2 separate regions of the Mus musculus genome follow, and region 1 is linked to region 2. Evidence: chromatin contacts called from public Hi-C data. All regions are on one chromosome and are shown on one strand. Each heading gives the region's core, a stretch centred on a gene start, on an enhancer-like site or on the middle of the called end of the contact. The rest is flanking DNA. Distances are from core to core; before and after follow the strand shown. Region 1 overlaps Ankrd33b (ankyrin repeat domain 33B). Region 2 holds the start of Dap (death-associated protein).

Region 1 (3,485 bases), core at 265-2,764, 77 kb before region 2:
ATTTTCATAAGTGGCTCCGAGGAGCCGTGTCAACGATGTGATTTCTTCTTTTTTTTTTTCATGGAGTTTGCCAGGTTCCAGACTTGCTCAACAGAGTTCTCTTTATTCCTGAAGTGTGACGTAATTGCTGCTGTCTCCGGCAGGAAGGGCCGGAGGCTGAAGCCTAGTATCATGGTTCTTGGGAGTAGAATGGCTTGGGAGGGAGGCATGGAGCAGGCTGCAGACACTATTCCTTGTGTGTTTGCTATCTTCTCAGACAAGCCCTCATGGCACGCTTCTCAAAAACCAGGTGACTTGTGTCAACACATAGTTGTTTTCAGTTTATACGGAGGACAGGGATTTCTGGTTCCAGTTATGAGCCAGAAGGATGCCTCCAATCAGGAACTCTGCACTGAAAGGACTCGGTGTAGTGTTTGTAGAATGTGACCTTAGCATGAAGCACAGAGGGAGGTGACCGGGACTGTATTGTGGGCCACTGGGCTGCAGTCCAGCGTCTGCAAGACAGACACCCCAGGAATGCCAGCTGATGACATGGGTGAGCTATGCTATCTCAGGAGTGCCTGAGCCTGGGTCTCATGCCTCCCAGAGGAGAGCGGGCCTGAGACTGAGTGGTCCACCTGTTCTCTCTAGCACTTGTTTGTAGTGCTGTCTGTTTCAAGTAACAAAAATCCTGTCCCAGGGATGATTTTTAAAAAGGTAAACATCTGGGCTGGAGAGATGGCTCAGTGGTTAAGAGCACTGGCTGCTCTTCCAGAGGTCCTGAGTTCAACTCCCAGCAACCACGTGGTGGCTCACAACCATCTATAATGGGATTCAGTGCCCTCTTCTGGTTTGTCTGAAGACAGTTATAGCGTACTCATAAATAAAGTAAATAAATAATTAAATCTAAAAGAAAAGATAGACATCTATTTCCCTTGGGTCATTAGAAGCCATGAAGTCAACAGATAGCACCCAGATCTGACCTTGGTTCCCTGATATCACAGACACTGCTTTCTTTCCACCAGTTCCCTCTCTCTCTCTCTCTCCCCTCCCTCCTTCCCTCCCTCCCTTCCTCCTTGCCCCTCCTCTCCCCCCTCTTTCTCTCTCTGTCTATGTATATATGTCTATGTGTGTGTTCATAGACTTGTGCACATGGGTGTGTGGGTGTGCATGCATGTGAGCATGCATATGTGTGGAGGCCAGAGGTTCTATTGCTTTTCACATTGTGTTTTGAGACAGAGCCTCGTGTTGAACTTGGAGCTTACTGACTCAGCTACAATGTCTGACCAGTGAGCCCCAGGACCTTCTGTCTCTCCCTTCTCAGCACTGGGGTTACAGGTGAATTCTACCTTGCCCAGTGCCTGGCTTTCTACATGGGCTGGGAGTCCAAACACAGGTCCTAATAATCATGTGGCAGATACTTTACCGAATGCAGCCCAGATTGACACCTGTTGATTCTGTGGCAATCTGGGCCTGTGACTGGACCTGTGACGTGTTTCAAGTAGGAAACAACAGCAGCAGGAGACAAACAACTCATTAGGGTTCACTAACCAGGACTGGCTCCCTGGCCACAGGAGGCTGACTGGCTGGGGAATAGGACTGTAGTTAAACCAGTGATTCTAAGATGGAGTATGTCATCTCCTAGGTGTTATTTGACATGACCAAGAGTTTGGCTGTTACAACAAATGGGTTACTACTGGCATCTTTTATAGACCAGGATGTTCTTAAAATTCCCACAGTATACAGGCTAGCCCCATAATTAAGGATTAACTGGTCAAAGATTCCTGTAATTTCAATATTGAACAACCCTAGGTTAAACCAATCACGATGTATTGTGTAGAGTTGAGGATAATGTTGCTATGAGTGTAGTAGGACATTCTGCATAGGCAGCTTCCAGCACACAGTATGGCAACAGTGAGAGCCCACGCCATTTGTCTCTGGTTTTGTTCAGTGGGTGAAATGGTGCTGGCTGGGAATGTGGATGCTGGTGATCTACAGTAAGCAGCTCTTCTGAAGCTCTCATAGTTACTCTTGAAAGGTATCGGTATAAAGTGTGAATCATCTTCCAGGGTGGCAGAGCACTTGCTTGGCATGTACAGGGTCCTGGGTTCAAACCCCAGCACTATAAAACGTGTTCTGCCAGCCCCATGTCTCAGATTCTCTGTGTGTGGGTTCAGCTAGCTCTGACAGAAAAAACACACACACATACAAGCACACAGAGGCAGACAGATGTTTTTTGTTGCCTTTCCCGAAACACAGTATGACAATGATAGGTAACATTTGTATTGAGTTAGGATTATGGGTAATCAGGAGATGTTTCATTGTATCCGTAAATAGCAGTGGTTCTCAACTTTCCTAATGCTGCGACTCTTTTATACAGTTCCTTGTGTTTTGGTGATGCCCCCCCCCCCATATAAGTATTACAGTGCTACTTCATAATTGTAACTTTTGCCACTGTTATGAATCATATGCAGAATATTTGATATGCGTTGGGGTTGTGACCCCAGGTTGAGAACCACTGATATGTAGGGAGGGTGATCTGCATGGGTGCTATGCAAACACACCACCTCAGAATTTGATGTCCAGTGAGGATCCTGTGCCCAATCTGTTGTGGAGGCCAGGACCAGCTGAACTCGTCTCTCACAGTTTAGTTGCTGTTAGCCTCAGCCTTGGTTTCTTGAGAAAGTGGGTCGCTAACTTGGAGCATGTGACTGGGGGTCCAGGGCTGCTATGATAGGGTTGGCCTGTCTTCTTGATTTATAGCACGTGTTTTCCGATCATGTTAAAAGGTTGGAGGCAGACTGCTAAGTTCTGGACAGCCATTCCTTTCATTTTTCATTAGCATTTGAAAAATGTCTCTTTCATGCAAATGTTCATTATGGTTTTAATTTCGCAGTTTGTTCCCTTTTAACGTGACATGCAATTAATTAAGGTTTAATGTGTCATCTATTTTTGCAGTGGCATTTTTACTGCCCCCTTTTCATTTTTGCTAGTTTATAAATTGTGCTCTGGCTAATGAGTTCCTCCTGAATTCCAGTTCCAAATAATTGCCACTTTTCTAAGACAACTATTCTTTAGTTTGTCATAGGACTAAGACCATCAGCAGGGGAACTTAAAGGAGGTGGTCTTCTGAGCCATGAGGCTGCTGTGGTCCTGCATGACAGGGATGTGGCTGAGCCCTATGCTCTAGGCTCAGAACAAGTGAGCAGCCAGCACGTGGCTGCTGTGTTGTGTCTGTGTGAGATGTGAATGCAGATGTGCTGCTGGCTGGGTCCCTAGAGAGCTCACAGGCTAATTGCCCGGGTTCTCCTGAATGCTTTGCCAGTAGGGAGGAATGGGACTGGAACTCCTGCATGATTTGTAACTATGTTGCGGTGAGATTGGACCAAGATGAACTGAGCAGCAATTTCTGTATCCCTTTCGAAAGGCAGAGGTAGAAATGTATTGTCCATCTCAGTTGAGTTGGGGTTTAAGTCTGCAGTGTGTTTTGCAGAAGGGGCCATGGT
Region 2 (3,164 bases), core at 45-2,544:
AAGGTGGTTTAATATACTCAGTGAGACGCCACTGGCGAAGCAAGCCGGTACCCATTGCGGACAGACTTGGTTAGGGATAGGAGCCAGTATCTTAAAGGTAATCTTTCCACAAGTTAATTTGTATTGTAAGAAGTGAGAATTGAACCCAGAGCCTTCCATACTCTAGCATAGTATCTTACACTGAACACAAAGACTCCCGTAGCTATAACTCCTAACCCCAGTTAGGCGAGTTGAGAAGCACTGTCATAGTGAATCAGCTTTGAAATACAGCATACTTTAAAGGCAGTTTCCTCTCTCCTCCTGTTCTCCAGTGGGGCCAGCAGCTGGAGAGTCTAAGTTTTTACTACAGAAAGATGGTACAGATGTGTCCCTACCCCACACAGTCCTCCAAGGTCTGCAGGGAGATGCCCTGGTTTTATACCACAGGAGACTTGGCTTCTAGGACCCACGGTTTCCAGGCTGGCTCTCTGTGGTGCTTCCACAGGTATCTCTGCCACCAGAAAGGGCAGTAGAAATGCCAACTCCTCCAGCCATGGAGGAACAAACAGGAACTGAGTGGAGGCGGCTGCCCAAGGCACACAAAGGTTGCTCACCATTTCCTAAGAGAGGTGGCTCTTTACTGGACTGAACTGCCAGTAAAAAGAAGTTTTGGCTCAGAAGTTCCGGGTTTGCTTTAAAAAAATACCGTTTTAACCACTTTCAAGAGGGAGTTGGATGCGAAAATTAAATGAATAAAGGAAGTCATGCCGGGTGATTAATGATCATAATTATTTCCGCTTCTTTGGTCTGTCAGTGTGAAATGCTGTCAGCCCACGATTAATCATCATGATACAACACTACCTTTTAATTGTTGGGGGTCTCCCACGCAAACATCTGTGCAATCTCATAAAAACTGCCTACTTTTGAGTTTTGACTTGTACAACTAGGGTGTCCCCGCCGGGGAGGGCTGGATCCCGCGACCCGCTCACCTGCACCCCGGGCCCGCTCACCTGCGCGCCTGCGCAGCACACAAGCAAGGGGCACCGGGGCACTGGGACCCCGATCCTGCCCTGTCCCCTCCCGGCGCCCCAAGACATAGTGCAAACCAGTCAGTACCGGCGGGCGGGTGTCCAGCTTTGGTCTCCAGCTTTCCTTCTGGAGGCGAAGACATGGCGCCGCTGGTTTTCGGAGGGGCGACGGCAGCCGCGGGGTGGGCGTCAGTGCGCGCGCGAGGACTCGGGGGAAGGCGTGAGGCGCGCGCTGCTCGGGAACGCGCACTGCCGCCCCGGGCAGGGGGGCGTGGCTCCAAACGGCTGCGTGGCACGGTCCCGCCCACCCGAACTCTGTGAGCCGCCTCGCCTCGCCCCGCCCGTCCTTGTGGAGCATGCGCAGCGGCCAGCGCCACGTACGACTCCAAGGCTATTGTATGGGAAGGATGACAGGGCGCGTGTGTACGTGAAGGGCGGGGCGGCCCTGCGACCAGCGAGGGGCTGGACCCGTGGTGCGTGTTCACTAGCCAAGCTGTCACTGAGGGAAGCGTAGCCTGCTGGTGGTTCGAGACCCCAGCGCGGGGTTTCGTTCAGAGATGGCAGCTCCTGGCTCCTTGGCTCACTTTGCAGCAAAACTTATCCGTTACTCTCTAGAACTCGCAGCTCTGCAAGATCAGCAGTCTTCTATCTTTAGAAAAGGGCCTGCCACCATCCCTTCCAGGCTGCACACGGATCTTAGACGACCCAGCTATTAAAAGAGGCAGGGTGCCACACCTCTCTACTCCTTCCTTACTCTCAGAACCTCTTGACTGATCTCTCAGAACCTCTCCCTGACCCCAGGCTGCCAAATCCGAAGGTCACTTGTCCAGTGCCTTTGATCTCGTAGGAGCACTGCAGACAGCTCTGGATGTTCTTTAGCTTTAGGGACGCCATGTCTCTGCCTTGTCCAGACCACCGTGGCTGCCATTCGGCTTGGCAAGCTTCTCTGTAGACTTGTAAATATTTGTATCTCCCGTGCATCATCCTTGGCCCTCTTCCCTACACGTTCCTGGGGTGCTTTCCACTGTAATGATGTTGGCGTCTGAGTAATTCATAAATTACTCAGAATTATTTAGCTCGCGGTTCTCAAGAGGCAAGTGGTTTGCAGGCTTGCATAGAAACAATTTCTTAGTCGAGGAGGTTTGAAGCCCTTGTGGCCATCAAATGCAACCTGTAGCACATACAACCCACAAGGCTTTTTTCGTGACAGGGCCTGGCAAACTAGCAGCTCATTGCTTATGGCTCCTTGACCCATATTGGTTGTTCTGATCCTTCTTTAGTGGGACAGGCCAGTTCTTCTGGTCTTGGCATCTGCTATTCCCATCACTGAGCACTGATTCCTCCAGATATCTACATGACTGACTCCTTCCTATAGTACAACCAGCTTGTGAAGTCAGCTGACCTGTGGGATCTGAGAATGTAGCCAAGGTGCCCGGCTCATGTTTCTGTTCATGTTTTTTACTGCCTCCATGCGATCAACCTCATCTGGCCGTCCTTATTTCTCTCTGCTCATTTACTGGAATTCTCCATGGACTGGACTGTCAGCTCCATGGAAGGAGAAGCCTGGTATATGGTTTTCACTTATATTCCAGGCCCTTAGCCATGGCAATCGCAAAAGACCCATATAATCCTGGAACAGAGAGGCAATGGGTCTCCTACAATGTTGTCTTAACAGAGAGCAACAAATGGGGCCTACACAGAAAATGGAGTGGATGCTTAGGATATAATAGTATATTCATTCACTTTCACTTGTGGAGGAGGCATGTGGGTGGGTGTGGGCATGTCCAGCCCAGTCTGTCACAGGTACAGTCTACATGTTGAGTACCACTCTGGGAGCATTCTATGCACTGGTGTCTACCGAACAGATTCTAGTAATGTTGACTGGTGTTAATTGAATCTTAAATGGTTCTAGGGATGAGAGAGGATAATTCATTTTTAACAAGAACATACACAGAGAAAGAGATAGAGAGAGGGGAAGGGGGAGCGGGAGGGGGAGGAGGTGAAAGAGTCATTTCAGTCTGGTGAATGTGAGCTGGGCCCAGATACCAGGTTTCTCAGCCCAGCAGCATTTCCTCCTAGTGCTGGCTGACTTCTGGGTAAGGGTTTTGGAGGACATTTCCTACTTTTCTCTAAGTAGGCTGTTTTCTAAACAGAATC

The links. A called contact is a pair of places that touch in the nucleus more often than the background predicts.
Region 1: a contact with region 2 is called in a Hi-C map of olfactory sensory neurons, with 1.7 times the contacts expected there. The contact joins the enhancer-like site here to the promoter of Dap in region 2. A contact is called at or near these places in 1 of 39 promoter capture datasets (macrophages), 2 of 484 Hi-C or Micro-C datasets (olfactory sensory neurons and rod photoreceptor) and 2 of 9 other capture datasets (adipose tissue and liver).

The regions. Positions count from the first base shown.
Region 1 is chr15:31,299,475-31,302,959 of GRCm38.p6, reverse strand. The region is part of intron 3 of Ankrd33b (ankyrin repeat domain 33B); the gene reads left to right. Among named protein-coding and RNA genes, the nearest start is that of Gm41285, 38 kb to the right of the region's middle. Within about 2 kb of position 1,514, at least 9 of the 459 cell types and tissues checked have an H3K27ac peak or open chromatin away from gene starts, as enhancers often do. A contact at or near this core is called in olfactory sensory neurons, where this site is marked.
Region 2 is chr15:31,222,515-31,225,678 of GRCm38.p6, reverse strand. It overlaps Dap (death-associated protein), which reads right to left and starts at 1,294. Exons shown (of 4, transcript NM_146057.3): 1 at 1,096-1,294. The coding sequence starts at 1,150.